Regions from separate parts of the Cyprinus carpio genome. Here region 1 is linked to region 2. A link is a contact called in public Hi-C data. All regions are on one chromosome and are shown on one strand. Each heading gives the region's core, a stretch centred on a gene start, on an enhancer-like site or on the middle of the called end of the contact. The rest is flanking DNA. Distances are from core to core; before and after follow the strand shown.

Region 1 (3,290 bases), core at 316-2,815, 39 kb after region 2:
TGCAAAAATGTCAAAATGTCATAGGACCTCTTGCCCATATCTCCACTCTTGACAAAGCAAATGTGAACTCATCCCAGCCTGGTTGGATTGGGTTTTTTCGTTGGGGACGGGGGCCCTCTTTACTTTTTACAGCCTGCGTTGCAGGCCTATAGAGATATGGTTTCATTCTCCCGGAGCGGGACAGATCCTGTAGGCCCCACTGCTGGCAGCAGCTTTTATTTTATGTGGACGTCTCGTGTTGGGTTACAGCACCAGCTAAACATATGATCTTCATTACAGGCTGGAGCAGGAACGTATGGTGCTCGCTGACTGGTGATGCTGGACAGATAGAATTGGAGCGAGGCGTTAATACTTACCATGCTGACATCCGCTGCCAGACTGGGGGTAAAAGTCAGCAGCTAAATCTGACATCAAACGCATATAGTATCTTCAGCGAAATCTGAGATGCGGTTTTATCTATGCGCTGAATTGTACCATGAGATATCTGACGGGGTCATGTAGAGACGAGGCGCGTGGCGTATAAGTAAACGAAATCTCTCCGTGCATCACCACTGTACACTGGGGCTGTAGATTTTACAAATAGCAGTAATGCGATAAATAAGAACATAATAGCATTTCCATGAGAAATGCAACTCTATATAAATCTCATTGAATTATTCATGAATCTTTGTCTTTGAGCGTTACAGACCGCACAGGATATTCAAGATTCAGGTATCGGCAGATTTATCCAGATTAACATTGTTAATTTTGTGTTTGTGTGTGCTTTGACAGCATGATCAGCCAGTTGTGAAAATGCTGTAATTGTAGTCGTAGAGTAGTCGTAGAGCGACTACTTGTGATTGCAAGTAGTTGCTCTACGAGAGGACAATGAGAGATGCTGCCTTCATCCACCGGTGTCGCTGTTGGACAGTTTTACTTCATAAAGATGAGTCCGTTTCATCCACTATTCGATCTCATATTGAGTTTTGTTTTATTTTTTTGTACCATCAATTATTTTATCGTTTATTCCTTCTCGTTTTTTTGAGCCAGCACTGCCTCCCGTGCCTCCTCCGAGAAAACAGCCCAGGTTAAATGAAAGTCATCTGGGTTAAAGATGACGGGGTTCACAAAAACACGGCGCCACAAATGTTATTACATACATAATAGCATACAAAAGGTCAACAATTCGGCAAATTATAGGAATTCTTAGGTCAAGCACCTTTAAAATCTCTGTCATATCCAGAATTAATCCATATCCAGTTTGTTTTATTGTGCTGATGAGAGTCTAACTCTCTATTTCATTGTCTGGGCCTTAGCATCTATTGTTCCCCTCCAAAATATTTAGATCTCACATTTCCATAATACGACGGGATTGTGAACATTCACATTTATTGCGTCTTTATCCTAAGTCCATTCTCTCCGTAAAATCAGAACGGCACAGTATTTTATAACGCTCCCTTATCAGCTTCGGGGTTTAGTTATTTACTTTAAAATGGACTAATTTCTTATTCTAGCGGAGGGGGGAACGGCTGCTGACTTGAACAGCTGCTTCATGACCCAAAAAACTGTCAGTCTTTCCCTGGAATAAATTGTGGACTGTTCCATTTCCGACGAAGGGGGGGGCGACTGTGTGGAGAAAGACATGCGGAGGGAAAACCGGCGTTAATTACGTCAGGATTTGTTTTGTGAAAGAAAATACGCATGAAACTTATTCTTAAATACATATCTGATCGATTAGAGTGAGTGTAAGGGTGGTGTTTGAACGATTAAAAGTTTATATTTGTGTGCGTATACCTCGGTGTTTTGTCGCTCCGATTCGGGTAGGCTCATAGTAGAATCAATTCACAGAGAGGGGAGCTTGAAACCGTGCTCTCGTGCCCGCGCGCCGAGTTTGGTGAGCGGCGTGTTGGGTATCTCAGAGCTGAACTCTGGGTGTAAGATGTGTGATAAGCTGTCCGTTTCCTCAACTCCATCTCCAGGAGACATATGCACTGATGTTTAAATATGTCTAACATTAACGCACGTTTGAGAATGCGAGAAGCAGGCGTTGCGCGCGCATTCGTTCTGTTGCGGAAATTAAAACATTCTTTGCGTTCTTTAAGTCTTAAAGTTTCTCTTTAGGTCAGTCTGCTGGCAGGGTTTTGAAAGCTAGATATGTTTTTACCGCGTGGGCGTCAAGGAGTCTGAACGCAAACATTACGGTTTCTTTTCCTCCCGAGGTTCTCGTGGGTTTGATGCACTTGGTTAATTTGATTGACAGACGTCAAGTGTTACTCGCGCAACTCCTTTGTGACGTCACGCGCCGTCAAACTCATGAATTATGTATATATTATGCATACTTATGAAAAGCAAAGGATGATATTTGATGTGTACTTTGTTTTTTTGTTTTTTTTAGCTCATCCTAAAAATTGGCAGACGTCAAAGTCATACCATAAACATTTTTTTATGTTTTTAATATACTTTTTAGATCATATATATATATATATATATATATATATATATATATATATATATATATATATATATATATATACACACACACAAAGCTTTTTGTTAAAGAGAGATTATTTCTTTATTTACTCATGTTTTAATTCATTATGGAGTGGACTGATTGGTTATTACACAAAAATGTGGATGTGCATCCACACATTTTTATGGAAAAATGCACAGGTATTTTGATACAAGACTGTCTGACATGTAATTTTTTCCCCGTATATTATTTTTGCTGTCTGAGCTGATGATGTAGCGTGAAATGTGAGCTGGCAATTCTTGCATATAGATGTTCTTTGTTTATTTTTATTTTTTATTCTTGATTATTGCTCTGTACAACAGTGATGTCAAACAAATACACAGATATTTTAGTGTCATGCCGTATGCATATTTGGTGGTCCATAAATGACCACATTCGTAAAACCTTCCAGAAAGCACCTACTTATGCATACATGAGATGATTATGGAAAACAGGCGATATCATATTCATACCATTTAGTTTCTCTCACTGTCTTTCATTATTCTGTTCATTTCTACAGGGCCCTGTATGACAGCGAGTTTGGCTCTTCAGTGCACTGCAGGCTGACTTTACCAGCAGGCTGGGACTGATAAGGAAGTCGTATATGGTTGAAGCGGACCTCTAGCCCAAAGACAGTCTCCACAAGCGGCAATGAAGCTCCACTGCGCCCCCTGTGGCAGCACATTTGAAGTGCAGGCACAGCTTTGAACTGTGACACAACATGATTGATTTGTTAGTCACACTATACTTATTTTGAGGTATTATGGATAAGGGCGTCACATCTGCGTCAATATCAGGTTAG
Region 2 (2,941 bases), core at 69-2,568:
ACACCTGGTACGTGGCAAACTTTTGGGAAGCTTTTTACACAAAAACCACTGCATAACACTGAAATGAATAGTTTCAAAGTCAAAAAAAACATCAGAGACAAAAAAAAACAGAAAAACCACCAACAACAGCACTTTCTTCCAGAACTTCCATACAAAGACGGTCTTGTGAGCAATTTCTCTTGGATGCTGATCTCCTATACATCATATTCAGGGTCTTCTCAACAAACTAAACTTCTAACAACAATATACAACTCTGAAACAGTGTTACATCTCCACAATCATCTGACTCACATACTAAGTGTCTTATCATCGTCTACAAGTCTGACACAGTAACCTTCGACCCCATAAGACAGATTTATGAATATTACAGGTCACTTTATTACATTTAAGGGTTGTAAGGTTGCTTCTATGGCAACAGATTGTACACAACAGTGGAAAGATCACATTGTTATGTACTACCATAAAATATTACAGTATGCAGTGTGGAAAAGTCAGCAAAACTTGAAGCAACACGAGTTTTAGTTAAAAAAAAAGGTACTTTGCGCTTCAACAAACCACAACATATTAAAATAATCGGGGAATATGTGTCGGAATTACGAAAATAACTTATTTATCAGTTAGCTTTGAAGCCAAAACGTGCAAATGCACAGGCGATGATAAAAAAACAGCGCAAAAAAAAAAAAAATAAAACAAAACAAAACAAAAACTAACGGCGGATAAAGACCCAAAAGACTTTAAAATGCGTTTAAAAACCACCCAAACTCTTAAACAACATTTAATGCACGCAGCAAAATATCTATTAAAAAAAAGAACAACAGCATATAACGTTGATGCAAAAGACACACAAGCTTTAAAATGAGAGATGCGAGCATGCAACATCACTCAGACTAGATGCACTGCTTCGAGTGTTGACGTGCGCACCCAAACTTAAATAAAATCGAAAATGCACGGACAACTCAAAGCATTAAAGTGCTACAAGCGGCTATAAAGTTAGGAAGACTCCGGGACGATCACTCCACAGCGCAAGTTCGCACTAAATACACCTTCAAACAATAGTACGCGCAGTTTTAGAAAGTTGCGAGTCCGTAATAAGCAAAGCGAGACTCTTTAAAGCGCGCGCGATTCACTTACTTTTCTCTCGCTTGACTATCGGAAGGGACGACAGCTCCTTTACCTTTGGCGTACATGCTGGACTCTGTTTTAAGACTTTTACCCCACTCAACACCTGTCAAAGAAAGCAGCCAGGAAAACGTTCTATCTCCATAGCTACCCCCTTTAGTGTTTTCCCTCCCCCTCCTCCTCTCTCTTTTTTTTTACATCTCCAACATTGGCCACAAATCAGGCACAGTTTCTATTGGGGGGACTTGAAACAGGTCGCTGGTGATTTTTTTCCCTCTCTCGCGCTGTTCTAGGAATGCGCTCTGCCTCCCGCCGCGTCGGGAACGGTGGGGGCCTCTTAAAGGGGAACGCACACTCTCTTCCAGTGTTTACTAGGCTCAGGGACTGATATGGGAAAGACGCTAACATTGCCTCGGGCCTTCGTTTATGACTTTTAACGTTTTTAAAGTAAGAATTTACGCTTGTGTTCCGAGATTGGAAATCTGAGGCATTTTATTGCCACATTTTTTTGTACGTCCAGTCATATAATTGAGGGTTTGTTTAACAATTTTGTAATATGATGCGGTTTGGTTTGTAGTATTGCTATCTGATATCTTTTTTTGTCATTTAGATTGTGTTTGTGCGCAAACTATACACAATATTTAAAGGGACATGACACCTTTTTAAGAGCTGTAGCGGAGCTGTAATCAGAATCCAAAAATTGAGTAGCCTGCTTGAAATTGGATTATGTTACATTTTATAAAGCATAATTAGAACGCCATTACTTTTTATGGATTACATATTCACATAATTCAACAACACATTTGCATCTTAACAGTTCTCTGATGTCGGTTAATGGTCACATTCATATGCAAGTAAACAAACAAAAGATTTCTTCTTGATTGTTTTGATCTTCAAAAAAAAATGTTTTCATTTTACATTTATGATTTAATCATTAGCTTTTCTTTAGTTTACTTTATCAGTATAGTGAACAACAGACCTTAATCTGGGGTGCGTTTCCCAAAAGCAACTATGGTCGCAAGGTCTGTTCTTACCAATATAGTTCAATGGAACTAACGACCATAGTAAGCTAACAATGTTTTTGGGAAATGCACCCCAGGGTAGTCACCATATTGAATTTAACGCGGATGAAAATGAGGCTGTGAAGGATCGACTGCAGTCTTTACAACGCAACACACTGTATAAAGCTCCAAGATCATGTAATTTTCATAACTCACAACAAATGTTTTATGGAGTTTTTTTGTCTGCTGAAAGTTTTTTTTTTCCAGAAAGACATTTCGTCAGCTGAACAACTAAGCCTATTTTGTTAAATAACAGTACAATCCAATGAACGCACTGTATTTCTGTTGCTCACAGCCTTGTTTTCATTTCATATGGCACTCTGACTAAGATCTATTAATCATTACAAGTTAAAGGGATAGTTCACCCAAAAATCCATATGAATCAAAGGGTTTAATCCAAATACTGTGTTGAGATACAATTGTGTAATATGATAAACTGGTTTAATTTGAGCTTTCATTCACATGCAAACAAACATATATAGAGCACAGTAAATATCTAATACCTAAATTAAATCTGTTCATCATAGAAAGCAATTGTATCTCTTCACAAGCTCAGTTTATACAGATTTGTTTTACAACGCCTTTATGACCTTTTTATACCCACTAATAAAACGATAAGATGACGGACAGAAACCTCTCAGGTTTCACTAAAGTCTGAATTTGTGTTTCGAAGATTAACCAAAGACTTGTTTTTGGAAAAACGATTTTTGGACAGCCAAAAGACTAAATGGAGAGCAAATGGAGGTTTTTCCTATACACTA

The links. Hi-C and Micro-C count contacts between places; a contact is called where the count stands out from the background.
Region 1: a Hi-C map of liver shows a contact between it and region 2, with 7 times the contacts expected there. The contact joins the enhancer-like site here to the promoter of ssbp4 in region 2. A contact is called at or near these places in 8 of 8 Hi-C or Micro-C datasets (liver, red blood cells and skeletal muscle).

The regions. Positions count from the first base shown.
Region 1 is chrB22:25,249,241-25,252,530 of ASM1834038v1, forward strand. No RefSeq gene overlaps it. Among protein-coding and RNA genes, the nearest start is that of tmem59l, 20 kb to the right of the region's middle. Within about 2 kb of position 1,566, at least 8 of the 8 cell types and tissues checked have an H3K27ac peak or open chromatin away from gene starts, as enhancers often do. A contact at or near this core is called in liver and skeletal muscle, where this site is marked.
Region 2 is chrB22:25,210,733-25,213,673 of ASM1834038v1, forward strand. ssbp4 (single-stranded DNA-binding protein 4) reads right to left here and starts at 1,319. Exons shown (of 17, transcript XM_042749552.1): 1 at 1,132-1,319. The coding sequence starts at 1,187.